2 separate regions of the Macaca mulatta genome follow, and region 1 is linked to region 2. Evidence: chromatin contacts called from public Hi-C data. All regions are on one chromosome and are shown on one strand. The core of a region is the stretch at or near the end of the contact, and the rest is flanking DNA. Distances in the headings are between cores, read along the strand shown.

Evidence for each region. A called contact is a pair of places that touch in the nucleus more often than the background predicts.
Region 1: a Hi-C map of cortical neurons shows a contact between it and region 2, with 2.6 times the contacts expected there. The contact joins the promoter of PARP6 here to the promoter of GRAMD2A in region 2. A contact is called at or near these places in 4 of 14 Hi-C or Micro-C datasets (CD4 T cells, blood, cortical neurons and 1 more).

The regions. Positions count from the first base shown.
Region 1 is chr7:49,911,619-49,915,854 of T2T-MMU8v2.0, reverse strand. It overlaps PARP6 (poly(ADP-ribose) polymerase family member 6), which reads left to right and starts at 1,301. Exons shown (of 22, transcript XR_013395725.1): 1 at 1,301-1,459.
Region 2 is chr7:49,835,462-49,839,521 of T2T-MMU8v2.0, reverse strand. It overlaps GRAMD2A (GRAM domain containing 2A), which reads left to right and starts at 1,557. Exons shown (of 11, transcript XM_077939688.1): 1 at 1,557-1,685. The coding sequence starts at 1,645. PKM (pyruvate kinase M1/2) reads left to right here. Exons shown (of 11, transcript XM_077939714.1): 11 at 1-326.

The DNA of each region.
Region 1 (4,236 bases), core at 52-2,551, 77 kb before region 2:
GCTATTATGGGGCCCTTGATGGTGAGTTGTTTTAGAGAGCAAGCCCGACTCCTTCCCCTACTACTCTGAACTTCTGCACTCTGAAACCGAGGCTATACTGATCCCTCACTTTTTTCAGTTACTATAAGCAATAGGTGTAACAAACTCATACTGAGACAGTGTTGCGGCCCAGGCTGAGTGGCAAGGTGAGCAGAGGGGACATCAAAAGGGAAAGGAGTTAGAAAGGAGAGGCTGAGAATGTGCAAATGTAAATCAACCAACAACAAAAAGTTAACTGGGAAACTTCTGAGACCAGCTTAGGAGGGATAGACATGACATGTTTATATCATTCAGAGCCAAAGCCTTCTTTGTGTGTACTGTGTCCAGCTACAAAGAGGGAGTGAGGAAACAGAGTAGGTCTAAGATAAGCCTTTTTCCATTAGTGCTGATGGAAAAGAGGGTCACGTGGAAGCCCCAAGACTGATAAGGATGAAGGAGGTCTGGCCATTTCTAGGGTTAATAACCATAATAACCACAATTACAGCTTCCATGTATGGACTACTTCCTAGTCCCAGGTACTCTGCTGGTTACTTGACATGGCTTAGTTGGAATCGTATGAAATTGAAGGTATTGGACTGTTTAGAAACTACAAAAATAGCAATTTCATACGGTTCAACGTAACACTATCTCAGTTCATCCTTACCACAACGGCTCCAAGAAACACGTATTACTGTCTCCACCTCAAAGAGGAGAAATCAGACTCACAAAGTCAAAGTCATTGTTTAAGGCTGCACCATCAATAAGTGCCAAACCTAAGCTTCAGACCCAGATTGACTAGAAGGCTAGGGTGCTTTCCATCACGCTGCAGCTACTGGGGAACAAATAAGTTAAATGTCAGAATTTTTTAAAGCCCGAGGTGTTCGACTTCCACTATCCAACCAGAGAATCCAGCAGTCAGCAGGGCCTCAGGACTTCCCTCAGTCTCTACCTGCCAGCCCCAGCCTCCAGCGAGGGGACTCCCAGCCTACAAGCAATCTGGGTTGCCCTCCCTGCTCGTTCCTCCCAACCACACGGGGCGCTAAATGCAAGCATTCTCCTTTGGAAGGTTCCCCGCACGCCCCCGGAGTCCCTCTTCCTTCTCCACTGCCTCCCCGACCCACGGCGCAGGCGCCACCCCCGATCCGCGCCCCTTCCCGACTAGCGACCGTCGCGCAGGCGTCCCAGGGCTGGCGTCGGCGGCTGAGGCGCGCCCTGGAGCGGGCCGTCAGGCTGTTGGTTAGGAGCGGGCCACGTGCCATGGTGTCACCGCGCGAGCGTGCGCAGAGTGGCTGAGCGCGCCCGTGACGGAACGGCGAGGCGTGGGGTGTGCGACCTCGCCCGCCAGGCCCGGCCCCCGCCCCTTGGTCTGCCGCTCCGCCCCCGCGGGGCGTCCCGGGCCGCTCGTCCCGTCGGCTGCGGCCGCGCGCGGCCCGGGGTCGCCGTGAGTACTCGCGAGGCTGGCCTGTGGGGCCGCCACCACGGGCACGGGGCGGTGCGACCGGGCCGCGGGAAGGGTGCGGGGTTCGCCCCGCCTCCGCAGGGGTGGACGAAGTGAGGGGCTTGGACCGGGAGGTTCCGAGGGTCCCTCCTAGGCTGGACAGGCTTCTCAGGCCCGGCGACCGAGCGGCATAGATCGGGCACAGAGCGTCTTCCCTGGGGAGGCAGGTGTTGAGTGTTTTTGGGGTCTTCAGGGGAGCCCCGGAGAACCGGTGTAACTGCTTCACCGGGAGAGGCCTCAGGGCCTGTCCTGGAAGCACGGGTACCAGAGAGTTTTCGCGGGGTGGGGGCAGCCCTGTCCTCTCTCCTTACTGGGTGCCCGAGATAGCGCTGCCTTGCGGGAATCGCCCCTCAGTGATTCTTCGTAGTAGTCTTTGTTTAGTGGCCTAGTCCTGAGAAGGGAGCACACGGGATGGAGTGGGGTAACCTCTTCCAGGACCACAAAGCCGGGAGCCCAACCCCCATTTTTAACGTTGAGCTCTGAAGCTGCTTTGACTAGACATGAAGTTGTCACACCCAGAGAAGCGCCCATGGCCTAGGGAAAGACGTTTGTGATCCAGACTTGCTCGTTTACATTTGACTTATTCCCGTGGAAATTCATAAAGCGTTCTATATTAGTTGCTGAGTTTAACACCTTCTCTGGACACTCATCATATAATCTTGTTTTTGGCCCAACTTCTTTTGTAAGGTCCCATTCTTTACCTCATTTAGATAAATCAGATAGGTCTTTCTTGCTTAATTCATGAACAACTCAATTATAAGCACACCACGTGAAGATTAGATGTAATTAGGACCTGTCCAATGTCTTTACATCCCAGTCCTTCTGTACTCCTAACCTTAAGCAAATTGCTCAACCTCTATAGGTCTAAGTATTCTGTGTGTAATATGAAAGCTTTGAATTAGGCCACCTTTCCAGCTTGTTTTTTAAAACGTGTCTGTGATTCTGTGAATTCCATGACCCATCACCTTCCTTTTCCAACTCTTCACCTTTTAAATCCACTTTCCATCTCTCCAGAGGAAAGGGCATTGAGAGGAGAGGGAGCAAGTCCCTTTCACTAAAGCAGCCTGGTTTGAAAAAGCTGGTAATCTCTGAACTGTCTCTTCCTTGAACGAGACGATCTCCCTCTCAACTACCTTTTTCTCCTTGTGATAGCAACAGAAACCAAGCAGCAACAGCCCTTGGAAAGAGGCTAAATTTTTCTTGACTTCTGCAGCGACAAAGACCGTGAAAAGTTGGCATTTCTGGCCTAACGCTGCCATCATCCTACCCCTCACGCCAGGGCAACCCAGGCTGGACATTTAGTGCCTCCCTCTTTACTTCTCTGTGATCATCCAGATCAGCACTTGACTGTTTATTTTCAAATCTCACGAACCTCACCCCAAGATCTTCACATTCTGGTTCTCAGCTACTCTTGAAGGTGAATGAAGTTTTGGTTTTTAAAATCATTTTTTGTGTGATTTTTGTCTGTGTGTAGAAACATGTAGGTTATTGTATATATCTCCCATTAGACTTCAGTATCCAGCAGAGGGTTCATTCATTCATTCACTCATTCAAGAAATGTTTTAAGGGACTAAGATTGTAGACTGAAAACAGTCAAAGCCTCTGCCACCAGAGTGTATATTCTGATAAACATTTCATGTGTTAGAACATGGTAAGTGGAAAAAAATAAAGCTGGGAAGGGAAATAGAGAGTGCTAGTATGTGGGTGTTGAGTTGTTGCTGTTTCAATAAATAGGATGGTCAAGGTGGCCTTTGAGCAGAGATCTGGAAGAGTGAAGGAACAAGCCATGTGGATATATGGGTGGAAAGCATTCCGAGAAAGGGAAACAGCAGGGACAAAGGCCCTGTGGTGGGAATATGCTTGGGAATATGATGGGAATATGCTTGGTGAGTTTGAAGAACAGCAAACAGCAAAATGAGGCAATTGTAGAGCCTTGGTTAATCTTCCTGTTAACATTTAGAGTTGACTCTGAGGAGAGTCCATTAGAGTAGCTTCTGATTTTTTTTTTAACTTTTTATTTTGAAACTTTTCAACTTTACACAAAAGTAGGGAGGTAGGGATTACCAGAAAACCCTCATGTACGTCACTTAGCTTCATTGGTAATCAACATTTTGCTATTTGCTATATTTATTTCATCTATTATCCTCCCTCCTTTTTTTATGTGTGTGTGCCAGGGTAGTATTTTAAAACAAATCTCAGTGATCAGGTCATTCCATCTCTAAGAACTTCAGTTATACTTTCCTTTTGCATGTTGTTTCTGAGAGATCAGGCAACACTATCGGCTGGAAGACTCCTATGCTGGCTCTGCTCTGGCATTGTGCCTTTTGTTCCCATCCTGGCTTAGTTACCAGATTTAAGTTGGTATCTAAGGAATGAACCACAGGTCCTTAGAACACACAAGGATCTAGAACTGGAACAGTGGTTCTCAAATTTTATGCATCAGAACAACTTGGAGGGTGTGTTAAAACACAGATTACTGGGTCCAGTTTCTGGAATTTCTTTCTTTTTTGCGCAGTTTCGGCTTGCTGCAACCTCTGCCTCCTCGGGTCAAACGATTCTCCTGCTTCAGCCTCCCGAGTAGCTGGGAATACAGGTGTGCACCACCATGCCCGGCTAATTTTTTTATTTTTAGTAGAGACGGGGTTTCACCATGTTGGCCATGCTGGTCTTGAACTCCTGACCTCAGGTGACCTGCCCACCTGGGCCTCCCAAAGTGCTAG
Region 2 (4,060 bases), core at 308-2,807:
CCAGTTCCTTGAGAAAAAATGGATGCCCAGAGGACTCCCAACCCTGGCCTGGGGTCAGGAAACAGCTAGAGAGTTAGGGGCCTTAGGGCAAGGGGCTGTTGTTCCCTTGAAGCTGACTCTGGCCCTGGCCCTTACTTGCTTCCCCAGCCCCCTGGGCCTCCCCAGTTCGCACCTGTCCCCGCCCTCCACTCAGCTGTCCTGCAGCAAACACTCCACCCTCCACCCTCCACCTTCCATTTTCCCCCACTACTGCAGCGACTACTGCAGCGCCTCCAGGCCTGTTGCTATAGAGCCTACCTGTATGTCAATAAACAACAGCTGAAGCACCTGTTTCTTCTCTTTTCTGCTGGGGAGGGGGAGGTGGTTGAACCCTGGCCTCTGAGCAGGCTGGGAATGGCTGCAGCCTCATGCCCTGCAGTGGAGGTATGGTGGTGTTACCTGCCATCCTGCCCACCTCCTGGTGCAGAGGCGCTGGGAAAGCAGTAGCTGATTATCTTAGGGTTACAGGTTGCCCCCTTCAGTGCTGCGGGGAGACCTTAATGGCTTATGTGAACCAAAGATGGGAAAGAGCAGGGACAAGGCCTCCTCCCTCCCATTCTGGTAGGTAAATTTAAATAGCAAAGTGGCCCTGGCGGTGGTTCTTCCACTTTGGTCTCCCTGCAATAGCATATCCCTTATGGGGGCTGTAGGACAAGTCAGCTCTGGGCGCCTGAGACTGGGTTCTGCTCCCAGGTCCTCAGTTGTGGACCTAGGCTCCCCTTGTGACCCCTCCTGTTTGCTGGTGCTCTCCCACCGTGATGCCGTAGTGCCAAGGGGTTGGGGGAGAGAGTTGGAAATGGGACCAAATCTGGCCTGCGCCTTTTCCCTCTCCTGATCACACTCCCAAGGACCAAGTGACCTGGTGGGGATGGAAGAGGAAAGGGCCTGCAGGCCAGGCAAGTTGGGGAATAGGACCTGTGGGCCCATTATCACTGCTCAATTCAGCCCAGCTCATTGTCACACACTGAGCTGTGCCTCTGCTTCCCTGCCTTTGATTTGTGTCCACCTTCATCCCCTTCGCAGCCTCCTCCAAAAGTGCATTTCCTTAGAGACTGCAATGTTAACTCCAGCAAGAGTGCGTGGGAGCATCCTGGCTCCCGGGCTCGTGGTGGTGACTTGGCTGTCAGACCGTGGTGTTCAATATCCCCTTTGGTGTTCCCCACTCATGGTAAAATTGAAACTTACCCTGGAGCTCGATGTTGGGAAGGGTTAGGTTGGAGAGGGGCCGGAATCGGTTCCTGCAGAGGGACCCAAACTCCAAGACTAGGAGGACAGAAGCGTCCAGAGGGGACACAATACCCTCGACGTGAGGGACAGGAGGTACCGCGCCAGGCCCTGGCCTCCGGGACCTTCCAGTCCTGGACCTTCCAGTCTCGGGGACCGAGCGCTAGGATCTGCTCAGAGCTTGGGGCCCCACCTGAGGAAGGTGGGGAAGGAGGGAAGCTGGGGAAGCTGGGGAAGGAGAGGGAGGAACGACCAATGGGCTGGGCCCGGCCCGCGCGACCCGCCAATGGGCGGGCGGGGCGGGCTCTCGACGGGGCGGGCGGGGTCTGGCGGGCGCTGGGTCAGGGCGCGCGGTCAGGGCCGCTGGGTGCAGGCGTCGCGATGACCGCTCTGAGCCGGAGCGAGGCCGCCGAGGCGGGCAGGTAAGGGGTTGCGGCCCAGGGGCCGGTCTCGGGGTTCTGGAGGCCGCCGCGAGGGGCTGCTGCCGCGCGGGGCAGGACGGCTCCTGGGGCTGCGGCAACTCGGCGCGTTCTGCCCACGGGGCAGGCACTTCCCGGCCGCCGGAATGCGGGCTCCGGGCCAGAGCTGCGCCGCGCGCCCAGGCACCTCCAGGGGCCCGCGAGGTGTTCGCACCAGGACCGGGTGTCCTGCTGCGACCTGGGGGATAAGGGACGGTCCCGGCGGCATCCGGGCAGGGAAAGGCACCCTCCTCGCGACGCCCCGCATGGCCCATCTCTGCCTCACCACTCTTCATCCTTTCATTTATTCATTCATCATTCGTTCCCCGCGATATCGACTTCCAGTCCTGATTGTCCCCGACCCAAAGGTTGACTTTCCCTGCGGCCCCTGGAGGGCCAGACTCTTTCCTCTCGCCGCCGAATCCGCACTTGTAGCGGCCCGCGGCTGCGGGGAGGCAGCTCGGAGCTGTCTCAGCACGACGCAGCCTCCCCCGGGCGCCAGGCCCATCCCGGTCGGGCGGGCTGGGGCCGGTCTCCTGGCCTCGAGACCTGGTCCAAAGTCGCCTTGGGAGGAAGGGATAAAGAGGCAGGGCAGACAGGAGATGGCGCTGCACACATAACATCCAGAATTGTGGTTTCTGCTCCTTGAGGTCTTGGGGTTCTAGGGGTGACACTATTTGGGGGAACCTGTCAGTTCCTGCCCCGGTCCAGGTTCCAAGCCGCACAGCCTGAGGTCAGGTAGAGCCTGGCATCCTCAGCCAGCTAGCACTGGAGCAGGTAGGGTGAATGTGTGAGCCTTGTGTCCAAATCAGCCCGAGACACACAGGGGTGTGGACCCCAGCGGGGGTCCCTCTGCCGTATCCTCAGAGGGACTGGTGGGGCTCCACCGCGCTGTCATTTGTGTCTCTGCTCTGCTTGCCGCCCCACTCACTAGGCTTGATTGTTTCAAGGTGCCCCTCCTTGCAGGGGGCCAGGCTCCTAGGGAACGAGAGAGGGTGCCCTGGCAACCTGATGTCTTCACCCCATGTCCACCTGTAGCCGGCTCTAAAGTCTGGCTCCTTTCAGAGCAAAGACTTATGGCCTTGCTAGGAGAGGTAGAATAAAGGGTGTCCATCCCATTCTTCAGTGAGGAGTCAGTGTGCCCCTCCTTTTTTCTTTTTCTTTTCTTTTTTTTTTTTTTTTTTTTGAGACAGAGTCTCACTCTGTCACCCAGGCTGGAGTGCTGTGGTGCAATCTTGGCTCACTGCAACCTCTGCCTCCCAGGTTCAAGTGATCCTCCTGCCTCAGCCTCCCGAGTAGCTGGGATTACAGGCATCCACCACCATGCCCAGCTAATTTTTGTATTTTTAGTAGAGATGGGGTTTCACCATGTTGGCCAGGCTGGTCTTGAACTCCTGACCTCATGTGATCCACCCACCTCAGCCTCCCAAAGTGCTAGGATTATAGGGAATACGGTGTGAGCCACCGTGCCTGGCCCCCTCCATAGTCTTCTGATCAGGCTGGCTGGAGACCATGCTGCAGACACTTAGGTTTAAGTTTTAGTTTGGCAGGCATTGAGTGGGCACCTCTGGGGCAAATGGGCAGGTCCAGAGGGGAAAGCTGACAGAGGCCCCACCGAGCTTCCAGGAGAGTTTAGGCTGGGGCCAAATAGAAGTTCTCCTTCCCAACTTCCCCTTGGGAGAATTTTCTGAATAGCCTGGAGAGGGTAGCTCAAACTCCATCTGTGCCTTGATGTTGCTGGCTGCTTTCAAATTTCTTTCTTTTGTTTTGAGATGGAGTTTTGCTCTTGTTACCCAGGCTGGAGTGCAATGGCGTGATCTCGGCTCACTACAAACTCCGCCTCCCAGGTTCAAGTGATTCTCCTGCGTCAGCCTCCTGAGTAGCTGGGATTACAGGCATGCACTACCACCCCTGGCTAATTTTGTATTTTTTAGTAGAGACAGGGTTTTTCCATGTTGCTCAGGCTGGTCTCCAACCCTCGACCTCAGGTGATCTGCCTGCCTTGGCCTCTCAAAGTGCTGGGATTACAGGTGTGAGCCACCGCACCTGGCCTCAAATTTCTAAATTTAGCAAGTCCCCAAAGCTTCGGCACAGACCAGAGAGACTTGCATTGCTAATTCATCCACCTAGGGTGCTCCTGTGATCCCCTGAGGTTGAGGTCAGCAGTACCCAAGGTAGGTTGCTGCCAACTGGCCTCTTGGAAGCTCTCCCATGAGCTGCTGAGCTGTTAGTGCCTCCTGGGGGGCTCCACCCTGCCCCTAACCTGCTTAGGGTCGCTCTGGTCCTTGCCTGCCACGGACCATGTTTATCAGCTGGAGGGAAGAGCCTTACTCAGAATC